Linked DNA regions of Mus musculus: all the other regions are linked to region 1. Evidence: chromatin contacts called from public HiChIP or PLAC-seq, Micro-C and promoter capture Hi-C data. All regions are on one chromosome and are shown on one strand. The core of a region is the stretch at or near the end of the contact, and the rest is flanking DNA. Distances in the headings are between cores, read along the strand shown.

Region 1 (2,545 bases), core at 18-2,517:
AGCAAAACTCTTCAAATACAGCACCCCTGACTTTTTTAAGAGCCCACAGTATGGCTGGAGAGATGGGCTGACATCCTTTAGCACCTGCTGCTCTTGTGGAGGATCCATAACTTCGGCTCTAGGGGATCCGATGCCCTCTTCTGGCTTCTCTAGATACCAGGCACACACACGGTGAATATACATGTGTGTGTGTGTTTATTTATTTGTACCCCACCATACACATGCACACAGACACCCACTGGACCAGCCCCTAGGGGAGAGGGAGACGGGTACTCAGCAAACATTTGTTAACACATCTACCAGAACACAGCAGAGGTAAAGGGCCCTGGGTGATGGGTGAGGGTGGCTTACTCAGAGGGGCCTGGAGAAGTTCCCCAGAGGAGGTGAGCCTGGTCTTGGAACTTCAGCGGAGCGAGGAGGAGTATGGTCAATTCTTTGACAAGATACATTAGTTAAGGTGAATACATTGTGGATACTTATAAGGCAACTGAATTAGAAAGACCTTGGGCTGAAAAATGATGTTTTCAACGTCTATTATCTATCCAAAACAGAATTCTGCCGGCTTTCTATCCTGGAGCTCAGTACACGATCGAAGATGACCATTTGTGCAGTTATTGAGTAGAGAATATCTTATTTAGTTGCTACTGTTAGCAATTTACATTGATAAAGCCTAGAGCCACAAGTGGTAAACAATGAGGACAATTCCCTTTAGTTATTATTGTACAGGCAACTTGAAAATGCCACCCCATAATATTCTTTTATTGGAGGTATCTTCTGTATTTATTTCTTTCCCCATTTTTTAAGGTAGGGGAAAAAACAATGGGGGGGGGGGGGCGAAGAAAAAAGAAAGAAAGAAAGACCGGGATTTTGCGTTGTCTTCTAATGACCCAAATACCAACAGTTCGGAACATCAGAACAAAAAGTCAACGCATCCTCCGCACTCCCGCCCGGCCCGCCCGCGCCCAACAGGTGCTTCCCCGCCTCCCGGAGCCGGAGATCCTCAGGTCTCCGCAGAGAACCCCTGAGGCCCGCCCGTACTCACGGCCGCTCCGCGGTCCGCTGCGCCCATCCGGCCCAGGCTCGGTCGGCGCGAGCTCGGTTTTCAGGCGGTCCCGGTGTGACCCGGGACGCGCTCCGGCCGTTGGCGCCCACTCCGGGCGCGAGGCATCCTCCTGCCGCCGCCTCGCGGGCCGCCTGCCCTTTGTTTTGGACCCGTAGCCCAGCCCAGCCGCCATAAACGGCCTCGGAACGTGGCGATGCCCAATCAGTGTCCGAGCCCCGCCCTCGCGTTCCCGCCGCTCCGCCCCTCCACGCTCCCCGCCCCTCGCCCTGCCCCACGCGTCCACCCGCGCCCCGCTGCGCTCGGGGGACTGGGCTGGAACGTGTCCGGGTGGAGCTCGCCAGGAGTCCGGTGGGCTGGCCTGACGAGGAACCCAGGCGAACCGGCAGGTCGCGGGGCCGGTGGGGAGGTAGGGTCCTGGAAGGCCAAAGGACCGAGATTTTCCACAGGTTTGCGCCTCAGGCTGCAGGCAGGAGGACCTCTGCAGCTGGGTCCCTAGAGCGCAAGCTTCTTCCCTCTCTCCATACTGACCACCCTTTCTCCACTCTCCAAGTCGCCATCCAAGAGCCTCCAGGTCTGCGTGGACTTGAATTATGGAACCCCAGATTAGATTTCCTACCCACAAAACACAGGCAGTATCACCCAGTCTCCATGCCCACATCTGCGCTTCTTCTGTTATTTTTTTCTTAGTCTCTTTAGATCGATTTTTCAAAGCACACTGCTGAGGGTGAATGTACACATTGCAGGACGTATTTGCGCCCTCTAGAGTGTGCTTGTTAGGATTTATTGTATTGAGGATACCCCTAATTGATTAGATTGTGGGCCCTTTGAGTTGCCATTTACTTAGTGAGTCTCCCAAGTGACTGATTACTCTATTTTTGTATTCGTCCTAGCTAGGGAGTCTCATGTTTTTTTGGCTTTTAGAATATGATCTCTGTAATTCTGTAATTCAAGCTGGCCTCAACTATGTAGCTCAAACATGATCTTGAACTTTATATTTTAAGCTTATTGTGTGAATAAGCACATGCCTGTGCACCAGAGGTTAGCTCTGCTTCTCACCTACCATATTGATCCTGGATTTGAACTCAGGTCAGCAGGCTTGATAGCGGCACCCTCACTCACTGAACCATCTGGCTGACTCTTCTATTTTTAAAGAATTTAAGCGGGAGAGATGGCTCAGCAGTTAATAGCACTGACTGCTCTTCCAGAGGTCCTGATTTCAACTCCCAGCAACCACATGGATTGCTCACAACCATCTGTAACGGGATCTGATGCCCTCTTCTGGTGTGTCTGAAGACAGCGACAGTGTATTCACATACATGAAATAAATAAATCTTTTAAAAAATGTGTTTTTTTTAATAGCTTAGAAAATAGTAGGTTTATATACGGCATTTTCCTATTTCCTTAGCATTGGTTAGGCCTCCTCCAGCCTTCCTTTCCTACCCATCCCACTTCTAACACCTACCTGTTCATATCATGGATACT
Region 2 (2,545 bases), core at 34-2,533, 510 kb before region 1:
CCGCTTTGTCCTCATCTGAATGAGTCATGCAGACTGCATCCTAAGTTTCCAGTAATCATCCATAAATTTGAATATTTGTGTGTATGAAATATAGATTTTTAGTGGTGTATTTATATCACTCTATCATCATATATAATCAAGTATATATTATATAGTTGTATGTTTATTTTATTGCATATACATACTAACTACATTAGATATGTATTGTAGGTCAAATATATAAAGTTCTGGGAGAAACATGCCTACCTCGGTTTTGCCCGACTTGGCTTTGCTGGGCTATTGTCTTGCTGTCAACAAGTCAGCACCTCACCACATATGTATTGCCACACATACATATATGAAAACTATGTATACATACTTATACATGGTCTTCAATCTTTTGATCCTCCAAGTGCCAGAATTACAGGCATAGGTCACCCTACCTAGCTGCCACCTTTGTTTTCAATCTGAGAAGAAGAGAGAGAGAAAAGATTCCTCAGAGCTAAGCATAAGCGGACTCTGGAGATTTTATGCCGTAGCTGACCCAGGCACCCTGATGGCGGGAACGCTGGTGACAAATGCGGAGAGCTGCTGGCTATCATGAATGGAGAGTCCTTTAAGAATGTCCAGGTCCTGTCAGGTGCTCTGAGGCTGTCACTGATATTTGAGGGCCTAAGTGGCAGTCCTGCTGTAGAGTTGCAAGCTGTCTTCTGATGCTGGCTACTGTCCTTTTATGGGACACTACCAGACAGACAATAGCTTTGTAAATTCTGCCAATTCACAGAACACGTCCGGAAGGCTGCCCTCTCTAGCCTAGTGTGCAAGGTGCTTACTGCCACTCCACTGAGGTTTAGAGTGCCAGGGTCACTCTGCCAGACCCCTGTCTTCATCTCACTGTGCTGGACATTTGCAGGCTCCGTGGTGGGGACCTGGACGTTTTCCAATTGTAGTTGTGTTGGGGTGGAGGGAGATCAAGGAGAGTAATTGCTCTGGGGCGGTATCAGGCTTGGCTCTACCCCCAACCTGGACCCAGAGAAGGGGCTCAGCAGGTTAGTCGAGCAGGCTTCCTCACCTAGGGAGGTGGATGAAATGTGGAGTAAGCCCTAGGACCCAGGTCAGCTCTAGTCTCGATGTTGGAAGTTTACTCGCTTAGAGGGTTATTCTGATACGTGACGTGGTGCGGTGCGGGGACCCTGTACAGAACCCAACCAGTGATGTGAGTCGTGAGGCTCGGGTTTATCTGGCGCCTGGCAGCGAGGGGCGGGCCCTGCACGCAGGCGTTGTAAACTAGTGGGGCAGGCGCAGTGCGCACGGTGGCAGCGACGGCGACAGCAGGTGGGTCATAGCGGGTCTGGAGGGACCGCTGCTGCGGGAACGTAAATGCAAGAGAAGGCTTGGGCGTCTAGGGGCACAGGGACATGGCGGAGGCAGCTAGCCTCAGCAGCTGTGGCTGCGGAGCATATGGCGAGGGGAGGTGCACCACAGCTTTCACATCCGGGAATCGGGAATCGGGGCCCTTGCAGCTCTGGCCTCCTGGCTTCAGGTGAGCTGTTCCTCCAACCTGGCAGAAGAGGGGGTGATCGCTTTTCTCTGAGGCCATGTCCCTTTGGCCACGTTCCCGGCTGCAGGAGCGGCTCCTGTTCCGGGTCCTGACAACCTGGCACTGCTCCAGGGAAGCCTCCCATTTCTTCTTGCTCGTGGTGCAGCCTGTTCCAAGCCTGTTCTTAAGCAACCTCCCACTCACTCACAGAACCACCTACCTGGTTCGCAGGTCCGCTGCAGGTCTGCTTCTCTCTGCCAGTTCCACTGCCCTGAAAGCTGACAGGAAGGACTTCCATGCGTTCTATCCCTCTGCCCACAGTCCCTGACACGCGTCCCATTCAAGCCTTCTAAAGTAGGTCCATGGTGCAGCTGACCTGGGCTCCTAAGGAGAGGAGGCGAGGACTGGGGTGGGCTGTCTATGAAAGAATGGAGGATGGTTGGTTATTCCCGCTGTCTGTCCCCAGTAGGTTCCAGAAACTGGTTCAGTACTCCGTCTGCCATGGCCCGGGGACTGCCCAGTACTGCCTGTTTGGCACGCTTCTGCCAGAAACTGAACCGTCTGAAGCCACTGGAAGAGTCTAGCATGGAGACATCACTGCGGCGCTGCCTGTCCACACTGGACTTGACTCTACTGGGTGTGGGTGGCATGGTGGGATCTGGGCTCTATGTGCTCACAGGCACAGTGGCCAAGGACATGGCTGGCCCCGCTGTGCTCTTGTCCTTTTTGGTGGCCGCTGTAGCCTCCCTGCTGGCGGCCCTATGCTATGCAGAGTTTGGAGCCCGTGTGCCCCGTACTGGCTCAGCATACCTATTCACGTACGTGTCCATGGGGGAGATATGGGCATTCCTCATAGGCTGGAATGTGCTTCTAGAATACCTCATTGGAGGTGCCGCTGTAGCCCGTGCCTGGAGTGGCTATTTGGATGCCATCTTTAACCACAGCATTCGCAACTTCACGGAGTCTCACCTGGGCGTCTGGCAGGTGCCCTTCCTAGCTCACTATCCAGATTTTCTGGCCGCTGGC
Region 3 (2,545 bases), core at 27-2,526, 470 kb after region 1:
ACAACCATCCGTAAGGAGATCTGACTCCCTCTTCTGAAGTGTGTGAAGTGTCTTCTGAAGTGTCTGAAGACAGCTGCAGTGTACTTAGATATAATAAATAAATAAATCTTTAAAAAAAAAAAAAGCTATTGTCTTGAGCCAGGTAACCATGTTAGCTACTTTTGTCTTTTCTCTGTGGTCATGTCCTTTTTCTGCCGTGGAAATGTACATTGGAAACTGCTTCATATTCATAAATCTGTTGACTTTATTACTACATTATCTTTAACAGTGGTCATGATAAACTGGGTCTTGTGCTGTTCTGGAAACCAGTGTTATTCTGTGGATGAAATCTGAAGGGAATCTGTCTGCACCGACTGACTGGCTGGTTAGAACTTCAGTACTGTAGAGAGGTTAGAACGCTGCAAGCCCAGAGGCTAATTAACTTACCTTGGCCTAGCTTTAGCCCAGGGGAACAGTCATTTCTTGTCCACCTCTACTTTAAAACTAACATCCCATGACTAACAGATTAAACTAACCTTTGGAATCTATTGACTGACTTAGATGACTTCTAGCAACCACAAAGCTAAGAATGTCACGAGATAGTATCTCAAGCCTATTCAAAAACCTCCATCTTGCTGGTAACCGCCTCTCTGATATACCTACCAATGGACTTTAAACTTGCCTTGATTTACGACTTTCTTTGTTCTGTGAAACTCTAAGACTGCTTCCGCATTGGAACATGGAATTTGAGGTTGTCTAAATCTGTGTTCCTGGGCCATGGTTACTCAAAAGGGCTGCAGAAGAAACTTTTATTCCCTTTAAGGTGAGAGCTGCGCTTCCTTATTGCTTGAACAGCGCTCCCGGCAAGCTGATTCGCTTCTTCCAAGAGCCGGCGGTGCATCTGGAATTCCGGCTTCTCAGTCATTTTCAAAGCTGGGTTTCCTTACCTAAAGTTTGCAGCGCGGTAGCCTGGGAGACTTTGGCTCTTGAAAGTGTGGTGAGTAACAGCCAGACTGTTCTTCCAGCATCCCAGGGCGTGGTCGGTAAGTAAGCTGATGAGGCGTTTCTGAGGTTCAGGTGAGCCAGGCAGGTGCACTCTGCCTTCCCCTGGGCCAATGGGCGACGCCGGTCCCCCCCAAGCCTCTTCGGCGCTCGGGCGGGACCGCGCTGCACTCTGGCGATTGGCTGTGCAGCGGGGGCGGCCTGGGCCGGCCGCTGCCGGAGAGTCCGACGACGGAGTCGGAGCGCAGGCCCGGGAAGCGAGGCCTGCGCGGGGAGGGAGCGCAGGGAGTCGCGCAACCTGGACGCGCGCGGGGCAAGGCTTGCGGGAGTGACCGCAGGCCACCATGAACAGCGAGAGCGACCATAACTTCAGGCGGGTGGCCATCCGGCGGAAGTCAGGCTCCTACCTGCCGCCCGGGATCCCCCGGCCCTGGAGCAGGCCTTCGCCGCAATTGCGGCGCCTTGACCGTGTCGCGCAACCCAGCCAGGCCGCAGGTAATGCGTGGGTGAGCGGAGCGAGGGCGTGCCGCGTGTTGGGGGGCCGGCGGGGGGCGTGCCGCGCGTGTTGGGGGCGTGACGCCTGTGTTGGGGACTGGCGGAGGGCGTGCCGCGTGTTGGGGGCTTGACGGGGTGTTAGGAGTGGAGTGGGTGTGGGTGTGTGCCTTTGGCTGTTGAGGACCTGGGGGAAAGGGCTGCCTTCTGTTGTGAAAGGGATCCTCACAGGTTAGTTACCCCGCAGGACACTATTCCTAGTTAGTTTGTTCTTTCTCCCAAAGCTTCAAGAATATGGCCAGCTTGTTCTTAAAAAACTAAAGGTGTGCCCTTAGAAAAAGCTTTATTAGGAATTGTACAACCTATTTTTCAATATACTGCTGTTTAAGATTCACCAAATTCCTCTGCTCAGTTGACCTTAGTTCCCTGGCGCTCCCTTCCCGAGGGCAAAAGTCAAACACTCAGATAATGTTTATGTTTTTGAATATTTTGAATCTTAAAAAGAAATCTCACCCTTCTTTACTTTCATTTTGTAATGATTGAGCAAGCAGCTTTGTGTTTTTATCAATATGATCAATGTCGAGACTGGTAAATATGCTGTCTATTCCTTGTCCCGAAGCTATAGAAGGCACATGACAGAAAATCGTGATGGATGGTGTGTTAAGTGTGTGTTCACGTTAGATAAGTCAGGATGTGAGATGATGCATGAACTGGATCACGGAGAGTCCTCTGTAATCATTTCCTGTAGAAGTAAGAAACTGATAAAGTATTCTGGAGATCTCTTCCAGTTCTAGCTGTGATTCACCAAACTGAATGAAAATGTTATTAAGTGAAAATGGTTTGCTTTGTCATCGCATTTTGTCACCCGTTGTTTTCAGCACAGACACTGGTCTGATGCCTCTGTTATGTTACTAGATTTATTTTCAAATGCTTTGAAGAGACGATCAAAATATGAAACATCCTCTTTCAAGAGTCACAGTATAGTCTATAAATTATTTCTGCAAAGCAGCTATGCTTGTAGGAGAAAGGGTTCTGTTTGCTCTTTTATTTATTTGTGCCCTCCCCATTCCCC
Region 4 (2,545 bases), core at 28-2,527, 420 kb before region 1:
TCTATGAAGAAACTGAGACAAAGACAGTGGGCACCTATGGCAGAGGCTGTAGGATCTGGCACAGACTCAGGCGAGGATGGACAATCTTCACCAATACTGCCAGTGGGTGGGTCACAGCTCCGCTTTCTCCCCCAAGTCCTACCTCAGACCCAAGAAAGGAAGAAAAGTCTTATGAGTCCCAAGGTAACCGAGCTGATGGGTATCAGGTAAGGAGAGCTGAGCAAGCTGGCAGAGTGAGCCAGCCAGGGCAAGTTGGGTGGGTGGAGCACTCACTGGGCTCTGAAGTCCTCAGTTTCTGCATCCCTGTCATGGCTACAGGTTCTGCTTTCTGGATGTTACGACTAGGGTAGAAGGAATGTGCAGACTGAGGGAGAAACCCAAAGACATGAGTCCCCTGGCAGGGTAGATCCTAAGTACTGTAGTACCTTGGAATGATCCTACCCCTGGCTGGAGTTTCTAGGGCTAGGCAAGATTTCCTATATACATGGAGAAAACAGAAGAGTGGTACATGCCTTTGATCCTAGCACTTGCAAGGCACAGGCAGGAGGATCTGTGTGAGTATGAGACCAGCCTGGTCTACATAGTGAGATCTTGTCTCAAAAGACAAAAACCCAAACAAAAACACAAAACAGGAGATGAGGCCCAGAGAAGCCAAGATGATGTCTGATATGTCACAGGATGATAAGAGTAGGGACCTGTCCATGATACCCTGTCAGTCACCCTAAGAGGGCAGTGTCCAGTTCTATTTTATAGAGAGGGAAATTGAGACTCAAAGAGGTTACACTGTGGCTAAGAACATCCCCCAAAGCCTCTCTTCTCCAGAATGGAGAAGTAGCCCTTAGCTCTGCGCAGCATAAGAGGAACCTTCTAGACTCAACTTTCTAAGAAGGATCAGCTGTTGTCCCCACCACTAACACCCAAAGTCCCAAATAAAAAGGGGGATGCTACAGGAGAGGAGTCCAGGAGAGCTTTCCTAGGTTTTTACCCTTCTTGCCTGCAGTGCATTAGCATTCTGGGCTCCTGCCTAGCCTGACCTACTTTGGAGGTTGGTGAAGTACAGAGGGAGGGGGAGGCTGTCAGAGAAGGGGAGGTACCTGGCTTGGGCTTGGAGAAGCAGCCGCCCATGGTGAACGGTGGCCTGGGATCTGGCCTGGCTGGTGGGAGCACGATGGCAGGCTGTCCAGCTGTCCAAGGTCTAGGATGTGCCCTGCAGGACTGGACCCCCTGTGGCCCTCAGAGACGCTAGAGCTGCCATGCCAGCTAGACAGCTTTAGGACCTGCAGGGGAGATGGGAAATTGGGTCCTAGCACTGATGCAGGTCTGGGTAGAGTCAGAGGCATCTTTGAGGAATCCTGGAAGAGTCTTACATGAGGAGGGCAGATCTTGTTTGTAGGGCATCTGTCTCCCTTTGAGGCTTCTAGGCATAGGAACCTCAGATTCCCCTTACTGCATCCTTTGTTGGAGACCCTCTGTGCTCTAATATCTGCTACTGCCCATAAACCTGCGACTACATAGACCTAGCCCTAGATTCCCCTTTTCTAAATCCCACAAGTCTGGAGACTCTGAGACTCTCCATTTCCCTAGATAAGACCACCACGTCTACAGAAAACCCTGACAACCAGAGTCCCCAGAATCCTTCTTCTTCCACTGAGAGTGACAAGGGTCCCAGCCCAGCCTTGGCCACTGCCCTGACTAGCAACCTCTAGTCACCTACCTCTTTCCATGGGAGTCACTGCTCCTTGCTCCCAGCCCAGCAATGGAGAGAGACTACTGGGCCTTGGTCAGCAGGGCACGGAAGGCCAGTGTCCTGGAGGGTCCAGCCCGCCTTCTAGCATGAGTTGTGGCCAGGAGGGGGCTGTGGGTGTGGGGCTAGGCCAAGCCACTGGTCCCCAGGGAAACCCAGCTCTGTGGGGAAAAAAGCGGGCAGCCAGCCCAGGACTGATGGGGTTGGGGGAAGAGGGAAACCAAGCGCACAGCTCTGCCTCTGCCCCATGCCCAGCAGCCCAGCAGCCATAAGTTTCCCCACCCCTCAGGCGGCTGTGCAGTGCTGAAGAAGATAGAAAGACTGGGGTCCAAGGTCTCACCAAGGTCAAGCAGCAGTTAGGGGCATCTGTGTGGTCTTCCCCACTCCTCACCCTAATAAATCCTAAGATAAGCAAGGCCTTGGGACGTGCTCAGGTCACTCTAAGGCTCCAAACGGGAGAGCAAGACTACCTGGTAAACAGATCACTGTGGCCATTGTGTCCTTGTGGCCATAGGTGGGCCTTCTAGAAGATGTGGACTTTGGAAGGCTCAAGACAAAGGTGTAACTACCCTGTTTACAACTGATCTGTCCAAATTCTACCCAACAGTCGGCTCTGGGTCACCTGGAAATTCTTCCTGAAGCCTGCACTGAACCGTGCTGGGAGTCACTAGGTTAGCCCAGTCCCCATGTCAAGAAGGAAATACAGAATGGGAAAGGACCAGCCACTGCTAGCTTCTGACCTTCGAAGCAAATTACAGGTGAGGAACCCAAGGCCCTTGTCGGGGCAAGAGGAGACAACTC
Region 5 (2,545 bases), core at 28-2,527, 340 kb before region 1:
CCTCAAAAAGAAAAGGTCTTAAAGAAGTTTCAGAAGACCATTTCTGTTCCCAGCACCCATCTGTCAACTCCAGCTCCAAGGGATTCCCTGGTGCCCTCTTCCGGCTTCAGGGGACACCCTTAAACTGTGCATATGCAAATACAGGTAAATTAAAGGAAAGCAAAGTTCCTAGTTGCTGAAATTTTCTATGGATGGAAAGAGCTGTCACAATAACACACGGTCTACAAAGGTAAGAGTCGACTCAATTCAGGATCTGGTTTCCTGAGCAGGAGCCCAGGCGAGGGGACTTAAATATTCCCATTAGAAAGGTGAAAAGTGGTCAAGGATGTGAGAAGAAGAACACAGGCTCCCTTTGCGTCAGTACTTCAGGCACCACCTGGCACTTGAAGCATACACAGTTCACACTTTAACTGGGCCACTAGAGAGGAACAGCTTGAGGCTTCTGCCTAACAAGTTATATGTAAATGAAACAGACACTACTTCCCAAATACAGGCCGCACTTTGGCATTTTTACTCTCACACAGAACATTATTTGGAGTTTACTTTTTAACTAGACATGAGGGCAGGGCAGCGAGGGAGAAATTAACCTCGCAGAATAATAGATAAGGAAGCTTCCAGAGGTAAACATCAGGTGATCCTGATACATAATTCTTTACACTATGTCCATGAACTTACGGTAGGCAATTAGAAAAATACCAAAAGATCGTAAACAAAATATTTCTTCATCCCGTTTTTATAACGCATTGATTGGCCGGTTTAGCTCAGTTCTGCCCCAGGCTCACCTCGGAAGAGGCGACTCCGATCTTCTCCGATTCATACATGAGAGACAAGGACCTGCTGGTACTGGCAGCGGTAGCCTCGGCCCTGCGCAACACCTCCTGTCTCAGGTACTGCTGCCTGTCAATGGGCGCGTCGGGGCCGTCAGGCAGGTCGCGGACGTCCTTCCACGGCGCGGGCCGGGTGTCTTCCTCTTCCACGTCATCGTCGAAAGGATTATAGCTTTTAGGATAGCCAGACATGGTGCGGGAGACGGCCTGCACCTAGGAAGCAGGAGGGGTTGCTGAGCGAGGAGTCGATAGCCCAGCGCCGGCGGGCGGATTCACTGTGGACGCCGCGCGCACTACTTCCGCCAGCACTGCGCTAGAGCCCCGCCTCCAGAGCCAACCCGGCGGCGGAGCGGCAGAGGGGGACCAGGCCCCACCCAGTGCGGGGGAGGGGAGAGGGGAGGAGTCAGGTGGTCAGGTGGCCGGGAAGTCGGCCGCCTCTGCGCCTGCGCAGTAAGGACCGGTGGTGGCGAGCCCAGAGCTGTGAACCCAGCCGCCTGCGCCGGGGCGTGCGCTGTGATGGCGGCTGCTGGGGCCCGGGGAGGAGGCGGCGGTGGCGGCGGCGGCGGCGGCGGCGGCTCGGGGTCCAGCTCTGGCTCCAGCACCTCTCGAGGCTTTTATTTCAACACAGTACTTTCACTGGCCCGCTCCCTGGCTGTGCAGAGACCAGCATCCTTGGAGAAGGTAACCCTGCGTACTGACAGGAGGAGGGGCCTGAGGTGGCGAAGCGGCGGGACGCTGCTGGGTCTGAGAAGGCTACTTGCGACTAGAGAGGGGCTCCTGAATAGAGGTGGCAGCGATGTAGGGAGGTCGGTGGGAGAGGGTTCTGGTGAAGAGAGGAGTCGGGAAGTCGACAGGACGCTGGGAGGTCTGGTACCGGTGGGAGTGGGAGGGCAGTGAGCTGTGGGCGGGCGGACTACCGCTGTGACATCTCAGGCGCGGGGGTTGTGGCAGCATCGTGACTGCCTGTGAGGCGTGGTAGGATGAGCCAAGGACCAAGAGTCCAATCCGGGCTTTTGGTCCCGATTTTTTGTTTTCATTCAATGACCTTGGAGAGGTGTCTTTCTCATGAAATGGGACGCCCTCCTCCCCTACACACTTTTTGCCCTTCTCACTGGATTGTGGAGAAGGACAGCTATGCAAATCGTATTATTATTTAAGAGATGGTAGCGTTAGACTGGATCAAAAGATGATGAGTTTCGAGAAGATGCAGTGGCAGGAATATGCAGTGGACTGTTAGTAGACAGAGAACTAAATTCAGGATTGCTTCAGAAGAGAAAGACACGCCAGTCCTTATCTTGGAAGATAAAAGATATGCTTGGACCTGGGATAAGAGGTGAACTGGGTGGGTGGTGAAGGGTAGAACCCCAGGATTAAGGAGGCTAACCGCTTTCTTTTAGGGGAAAAAAAAAACCCAAAAACCAAACAACAACAAAAGGATGTTGTGATAGGAAGAAGACAGATTTTAGTCAGAGCTGACTAAATTTACAATTTCTGTGTGCAGTCTTGAGGAAGAAACTTGCATGCTAACAGCCTATTTGCTTATCTATAAAACCTGTGAAGCTTTGATGAGTTTACATATTAAGGCCAGGCACAACGTGGATGAACAATAATAGTCAGCTGCTTTTCGCCCAGGAATGTGTAAATAGACTCAGCACAGTATGTTAGCACTGAAGGGAGGGGGCTGTCTGTCCATTCAACTTTCTGAAAGATGGAAAGAA

Evidence for each region. Promoter capture Hi-C pulls out the DNA fragments that hold promoters and counts their contacts. Hi-C and Micro-C count contacts between places; a contact is called where the count stands out from the background. HiChIP or PLAC-seq counts read pairs in DNA pulled down with a chosen protein or histone mark.
Region 2: a contact with region 1 is called in a promoter capture Hi-C map of liver, with 3 times the contacts expected there. The contact joins the promoter of Slc7a4 here to the promoter of Ypel1 in region 1. A contact is called at or near these places in 4 of 39 promoter capture datasets (the C10 cell line, cranial neural crest and liver), 1 of 115 datasets of contacts at active chromatin or transcription factors (pancreatic cancer cells) and 2 of 9 other capture datasets (adipose tissue and embryonic stem cells).
Region 3: a Micro-C map of embryonic stem cells shows a contact between it and region 1, with 4 times the contacts expected there. The contact joins the promoter of Fgd4 here to the promoter of Ypel1 in region 1. A contact is called at or near these places in 3 of 39 promoter capture datasets (liver and stem cell-derived epiblast-like cells), 5 of 484 Hi-C or Micro-C datasets (all in embryonic stem cells) and 1 of 115 datasets of contacts at active chromatin or transcription factors (pancreatic cancer cells).
Region 4: a contact with region 1 is called in an HNF4G HiChIP or PLAC-seq map of pancreatic cancer cells. The contact joins the promoter of Aifm3 here to the promoter of Ypel1 in region 1. A contact is called at or near these places in 5 of 39 promoter capture datasets (the C10 cell line, neural stem cells, pre-B cells and 2 more) and 1 of 115 datasets of contacts at active chromatin or transcription factors (pancreatic cancer cells).
Region 5: a contact with region 1 is called in an H3K27ac HiChIP or PLAC-seq map of embryonic stem cells, with 6 read pairs. The contact joins the promoter of Pi4ka here to the promoter of Ypel1 in region 1. A contact is called at or near these places in 4 of 39 promoter capture datasets (the C10 cell line, cranial neural crest, pre-B cells and 1 more), 4 of 115 datasets of contacts at active chromatin or transcription factors (bone marrow-derived macrophages, effector CD8 T cells and embryonic stem cells) and 2 of 9 other capture datasets (adipose tissue and embryonic stem cells).

What each region holds. Positions count from the first base shown.
Region 1 is chr16:17,068,861-17,071,405 of GRCm38.p6, reverse strand. It overlaps Ypel1 (yippee like 1), which reads right to left and starts at 1,267. Exons shown (of 5, transcript NM_023249.6): 1 at 1,043-1,267.
Region 2 is chr16:17,575,409-17,577,953 of GRCm38.p6, reverse strand. Slc7a4 (solute carrier family 7 (cationic amino acid transporter, y+ system), member 4) reads left to right here and starts at 1,283. Exons shown (of 5, transcript NM_144852.3): 1 at 1,283-1,314; 2 at 1,989-2,545. The coding sequence starts at 2,021. LOC115488657 (a long non-coding RNA gene) reads right to left here and starts at 2,075. Exons shown (of 2, transcript XR_003951946.1): 1 at 1,740-2,075; 2 at 1,197-1,540.
Region 3 is chr16:16,598,709-16,601,253 of GRCm38.p6, reverse strand. Fgd4 (FYVE, RhoGEF and PH domain containing 4) reads left to right here and starts at 1,276. Exons shown (of 17, transcript NM_001301817.1): 1 at 1,276-1,476. The coding sequence starts at 1,326.
Region 4 is chr16:17,490,653-17,493,197 of GRCm38.p6, reverse strand. It overlaps Aifm3 (apoptosis-inducing factor, mitochondrion-associated 3), which reads right to left and starts at 1,277. Exons shown (of 20, transcript NM_001291070.1): 1 at 1,095-1,277. The coding sequence starts at 1,125.
Region 5 is chr16:17,404,597-17,407,141 of GRCm38.p6, reverse strand. Pi4ka (phosphatidylinositol 4-kinase alpha) reads left to right here and starts at 1,277. Exons shown (of 55, transcript NM_001373955.1): 1 at 1,277-1,508. The coding sequence starts at 1,344. It overlaps Snap29 (synaptosomal-associated protein 29), which reads right to left and starts at 1,142. Exons shown (of 5, transcript NM_023348.4): 1 at 783-1,142. The coding sequence starts at 1,019.